Regions from separate parts of the Mus musculus genome. Here region 2 is linked to region 1. Evidence: chromatin contacts called from public Hi-C data. All regions are on one chromosome and are shown on one strand. Each heading gives the region's core, a stretch centred on a gene start, on an enhancer-like site or on the middle of the called end of the contact. The rest is flanking DNA. Distances are from core to core; before and after follow the strand shown.

Region 1 (2,940 bases), core at 285-2,784:
TTCAGAACTGGGATTTTTCTAAAGGGAACCTCCAACAGACCAAGTCTCAACTCCAACTCTAGAAGCTGTAATAAAATAGCCTGTGGCAGGGATCCATCCAGGATGGAGACAAATTCTGCAGGACCTTACACAAGCCCACATTCCTTCCACACGTGGCGCATGCAGGAAGGCTTGAAGGCAGGAAGCACAGAGACCATCTTAGTCTGAGCTGATGAAAAGAAGCTGTCAGGGGATTCATGTGTGTACTTTAAAATGCTTTGCCTCCAGAAACCAAGTGTTATGGCGCTGGAGATGGTCAGAACATTTACATGAGGCTTGAAATCGCCAAGCTTCAGCCTCAGCTAATATTCCCCGGGGGCTGGGCTGGCCCTCTTCCATCTTCAAGATGATTCAGGTTTCCTGGAGAACAAAATGATCCTCTAATGCCTCATCTCTCCTCGCTGACAGATGGTTTCAGATGTATCAAAGTGCTAATCCTTGCTGAGGTATAGGTCTCCAGGAAGGAGTGTGGCTTTTAGAATGATAGGACCTGAATGATTAAGGAGGAAAATGACTCCCCGGACACTCGCCATTGTCATGTGAGCAGCCAGCTTAAAAATGAAGGAAACCAGCAGAATCTAAAAAAAAAAAAAACGATTTGAGGAAAAACTCAGAACCCAGGTTAACAGTTTAGCTTTGAAATATTTCCGCTCCAAGACATCTTAGGGATTGGCAATGATGCACCATAAAAACACCTTTCAACTCAGAATGATCAAAGCTCTCCACTATAGCACCATCTCAGCCTGGGTGGATGGAGCGGGGCTCTGCGGACAGACGCCTGGGTTGGAACATTTCCCTCACCACTTACTAGCTGTGTGACCTCCATCTGTAAAATGGGTAGCATCTACCCCAAGGGAAGCCCGTGCAAATTCAACGACTCGGTATATGCTTAACCCAAAACATTAAATCTTCAGTATATCAGTATATACTGTGTGTGAACTAGTGTTAGTGTTGACCTGCTGTGTGTAGGCTGCTTTCATACACATCACCTCTGTGACCCCTAAGATGCTCACAGTTTTGTTGCTGATCCTGCAAAAGATATGTAGAGCCTCAACATTGAAGGTCAGAGGTGGGGCCCCTTGTCCGTGGTCACCGGGCTGCACTGGGCGAGCCTGGAACCCGGGTAGCCTCACTCCCAAGTCCACATCCTTCCTCAGCACTCCTTGAACAGATAGGGTAGGGGCTTAAGGGCTTCGGGGTAGCGCTGGGAGCAGCCACTGCGCGGGGTCAGAGGTCACTCACGGTATTCCTCCAGCCGCATAAGGGGCCGGAAGTAGATGGGATAGAAGGCGGCGCCGACCATGGAGATGAAGCCTCCGAATATGAGCGCGGTGCGCAGGTTCCGGGCCGCTGCCATGGAGAGAAAGGGGGCAGCAGAGCCGGCGAAGGCCCCCGCACGTTTGGAAACTCGATTCCCGGCCTCAAGGTCGCGACCCAGCTCGGAAGAGGCGGAGCAGAGCTCGCTTCCGGGATCGGAGTGCAGGGAGGAGCCTCTGAGCTCGGAGGCGGGGCCTGGGCGCCTCTTAGTGGGGCGGGGTCATCCGAGGAAGGGCGCGGCATAAGGCGGGGCCTCAAACCAAGACCCGCCTCCTCGCCCTCCGGCTGCCATCGTGGAGGCCGAGACACTGGTGGCTTGTGCTGACTTGTATTTGGCTACACTCCTTTCTCGTGCCCTCTTTTTGACCTCTTACTGGCCCCGGGTCTGGGTCCTTCCTTCTCTGCTCCAATTACCACCTTCTGTCTTACTCTTCTGTTCCCAACAACTCTTTCTTACCCTTCCCCCTCATTAATGTGACATTTGGTGACTGGTGAGGCTAGAAGCCTCTGAAAGACTGGGCCTCCCTCTTTGAAAGCTGTGTGTGGGCATGAGCCACAAAGGAGCAAATCACCTGGTTCGAATGGTTTGCAAGGTATTTGCAAAATTAGTCACTGAGTCTTCTGACCCAAGACAGCCTTTCCTGGAGGGTGTTTGAGCACAGTAAGTGATCTAACTTTGATCCCTTGTCCTCTTTGCTCTCCATATTGTGTGTGCTGGGTTATGGGGGGAATTATACAGGGGTTTCAGAAAGTAGACAGGGATTCCCAAAACTAATCGAGGGCTGCAAACAAAAACTATTAAAATCTAGGAACAGCACAGAGTCAGTGGCAGGTCCCTAGGGCTCTGGCTCTTTGCCTGGGGCACAGCCTCTGAAGACTGACACCTGTTCCCTCATCCCGCCATGCTTGTGGGGATTGCTTTCCCCCACCTCTGCACCTGTTCTCCTTTACAGAGCCTGAGTCAGAAGATATGATCTCCTCAGGGGGCTGGGCAGCTAAGACCAACATTCCTTGGGCCTTCGCTCAATCCCTTAGAAATAGAAATGACACCAGTAGCGAGTCTGGGCTGCACAGAAGGTATTTATCTTGACCCCAGCAACATTATTTAGTCCAGAGAAGATCTGCAATCTCTCAGAAATGATGTGGTGAACACAGGTCTTTTCCTCTGTAGTTTTGTAGTCGAATCAAGATTCCATCTACCTCTGACTCTAGCAGCATATAAATCAGTCGTTCAATCTGTCAGCAGATTTATGGACTATCTGGCTAGGCCCCCCGAACAGCAGGCAAAGTGCTAAGGGGGACACGAGATGAATGAGACATGACCTCTGCACTCCAGGATCCTACCACGGAACAAATACATGAAACGATAACTAATCCCGGATGCCGCCTGTTGCCGATGACTGATGCAGTCCCACGGGCAACCGAAGTACAGGGAGGAAGACAAATGACTGTGCAGTAAGATGGCTGCTCCTCAGGCCCCCTCAGGAACTTGTTAGGTAAGGAGACAAGGCTGCACAGCAAAGAGGGAACGTGTGATACATGAATTAAACACAGGAAGGAAGATTCCCCAATAGTGTACGCTTG
Region 2 (2,755 bases), core at 29-2,528, 79 kb before region 1:
TCCACATCTTCTGAGTTTCCAAAATGCCAGATCTACTGGGCAGCAGCTACAAGCCATTCCTCAGGGGTCACTGCCCCTGGGTGGACAAGCTCAGGGAGGTGTTTGCTACTTCTCCTGTGGTACTTAGCCCTACATTCTCCAGGAGGCTGTAGACACTGTGCCTTGGCAATGGAATTGGAGGATCTTGAAAGCAGTTTTTGAGACACATTCAGAGCATGAGGAATGGAATGCGTTTGTCTGGTAAGAAGGAAGAAGGCACATGAAGACATTTTCAGAAAGAATGAAGGATGCAGACGGGAAAGCCATCACGATGAGGCCGGCCCAGATCTGCACAATAGGTGCCCTGTGTGCTGTTGGGGGACTTTTATGTGTTTGGGATGTTTGCAACCTCTGGCCCAGCTACGACCCTGGATGGGGGTCTGCTAAGAAAAATAATCTGGCTTGGAACGGCATTCTTCCAGCCCCACTGGATGGGAAAACGCCCCTAGGAGCCAAGTCTCTCTGCCCTTGGCAAAGCCCTGGCCCCTGAAGCCACTTATGAGCTCTTCGCTTTGAAAGGCCTGCACTATTCCTATCTGAGTCATCTGAAAACAAATAAAAAGAGACCTAAACAAACAAACCTAATTGTGCGCAGAAACACAGCCAGATTTCCAGCCTGGCTCCCCTCTGTTTTCATTAGTCGGGAGCCAATGCATACAGCTCGCGTGGCATCCAGAACAAGCTGAAATATGAAAAACAAATTGCCAAGCTCACTCTTTCTTCCCTCTGCCTCACAGGGCACCAAGGGAGCCAAGTCCTGGTCTCCTTTGCCTTGACGAACAGCTATCCATATAGCAGACTGCCCGTGGCCCACCTGGGGACAGTGGCATCTGTGACCATCAGTAATTGATGGGCACACAGAAAGTTCTGCAGACAGGCTTGGGGTCTTAGGAGATTATTCTTTGTGCAATCGACCAGAAAGATTTCTCCTTCGTTTTCCTTTCGGATAAGATCACCTCGTTTTTCTTTGAAGAGTCGACCCTCTCTACAGCTTCAGCCCCTTTAGTTTGCTGTGTCTGTCACATCTTCCTTGTTTCTAGTGTGGGTGATAGGACCTCGACAACCAGACTTGCCAAGATAGTGTCTCCCTAAGATGCTAAATCCAAATTAGGCTGTAGAGAGGCAAGCCTGAGTCTTCAGCCATGCTATCCTGAATGCGTCAGATCTCATCTGATCTCAGAAGCTGAGCAGGGCCGGGCTTGGTTAGTACTCTCATAGGAGAGACAAGCTCGAGCCGTTTGAGACGATTGGGAAAGCAGCACACATTCTTAGAGGGTCAAGTCGCTGGCACAGTGCAAGCCTGGAGCTGGAGGAGGTCATGCTGACACCACATGGGGAAAGCCTGCTTAGCTTGAGGAAGAGCAGAGCTGGGTGAGAGGAAATCCAGAGTTCAGCCAGCACCCTCTGAGCGCCTGGATCCAGCAGTGGCTGACCATGGCTCCATCCTGGACTTTGCCATTATACAAAGCTCTCGTCTTTCTTCAGCTACTTTATTTGAGCTTTGGAATCTAGAATTCCGTCTTATACACACCCCTGCACAGACTTCAAAAGGTCATTCGTACTTACATTTTTGTGCCTTATTTGGGGAGAGGCGCTTCCCCCCCTCCCCCAACTTCTGGGGGATGATTTTTTTCAAAAGGGGTTTTTTTTTTTTTCCCACCTAAGTGAATTTGAAGATCAGTTCTGTTTTCATTTCAGTTGTATGGAATTCTGGGAAACAATCTATGTAATCCTGAATCTTGGGGGAGTGGGGGTGGGGGTGGGGGTGGGGATGAGGGTGAAATCCTGTTTCTAGATGTGTGGTTTAAAAAAAAATGAAGTCTTTCATAGAACTCACTGTTGATACAAAGAACCAATCACAGAAGAGAATGTCTTTGCACTCCTCAACTTGTCCCGCTGACCAAGTTCAGGAGTCCTGTTTTCTGAGGCTGGAGAAATAGGGGTCAGAGTCCCAAGCCCAAGCTAGACCCAAAGCTTATTGAAAGCAAGACCAGCAGCACCTCCGAGCCAAGCAAAACCAAAGTCACAAATGACATAGGCATTGAGAGGAACGATCCAATCTGCAGGGTCATTTATTTTTTCTTTTCATGTCGTATGTCATGAGTCAGCAGAGGTTTGTCATGTTGGTCCTGCTACTGATAACACGCTGGAAACGTGTTATGCTGACTCTCTTATGCCAGTTCTCTGAGTTGGTGTGGGGCAATGAACGTGGCTCAGTGGTTAAGAGCAGTGTCTGCTCTTCCAACTGACATCTGTGGATCTCAGCATCTGCTTGTCTTAGAAGTCTCTAGTCAGCGGAGTGTCTGGACAAAGGCCTCTTCGTGGCCCCAGGCAGGTCCAAGGAGCTGGAGGGTTGGTCTCCCTCTGGCCTGCAGGGGCCTGTGGGGCAGTGGACAGTGCCCCAGAAGAATTGGACCATGCCAGAGAGAAGGTAGTAGCTAGAAGGTAACTGATAGGTAGTAGCAAAAGTTCAGAACCCCAAACTCTTAACTGAGAACAGCAGTTCTCTGCTCCCGATCAGATTCCTGTCCTGGAGCATGTGACCATGACACCCCACTACGAGGACCATGACAATTGGTCTCGTAGCATACAGCCTAGAGTTCTTCATGCTAATGAGGTGTCTGGATAGGGCCCCGAGGAAAGAGCCAATAAGCTTCCCTTCCTGGACATTCCATCCTGCAGAAGGTATTTATTCTCTGGTCCATCCTGAGTAAGT

What was found. A called contact is a pair of places that touch in the nucleus more often than the background predicts.
Region 2: a contact with region 1 is called in a Hi-C map of uterus. The contact joins the enhancer-like site here to the promoter of Smim20 in region 1. A contact is called at or near these places in 1 of 15 datasets of contacts at CTCF or cohesin (embryonic stem cells), 5 of 484 Hi-C or Micro-C datasets (the N1E-115 cell line, bone marrow-derived macrophages, cortical neurons and 2 more), 2 of 115 datasets of contacts at active chromatin or transcription factors (a beta-TC-6 cell line and embryonic stem cells) and 2 of 9 other capture datasets (adipose tissue and pancreatic islet).

What each region holds. Positions count from the first base shown.
Region 1 is chr5:53,265,700-53,268,639 of GRCm38.p6, reverse strand. It overlaps Smim20 (small integral membrane protein 20), which reads right to left and starts at 1,534. Exons shown (of 3, transcript NM_001145433.1): 1 at 1,282-1,534. The coding sequence starts at 1,396. It overlaps Gm40303 (a long non-coding RNA gene), which reads left to right and starts at 1,513. Exons shown (of 2, transcript XR_868423.2): 1 at 1,513-2,852.
Region 2 is chr5:53,344,789-53,347,543 of GRCm38.p6, reverse strand. No RefSeq gene overlaps it. Among named protein-coding and RNA genes, the nearest start is that of Gm40303, 79 kb to the right of the region's middle. Within about 2 kb of position 1,278, at least 60 of the 459 cell types and tissues checked have an H3K27ac peak or open chromatin away from gene starts, as enhancers often do. A contact at or near this core is called in the N1E-115 cell line, adipose tissue, pancreatic islet and 1 more, where this site is marked.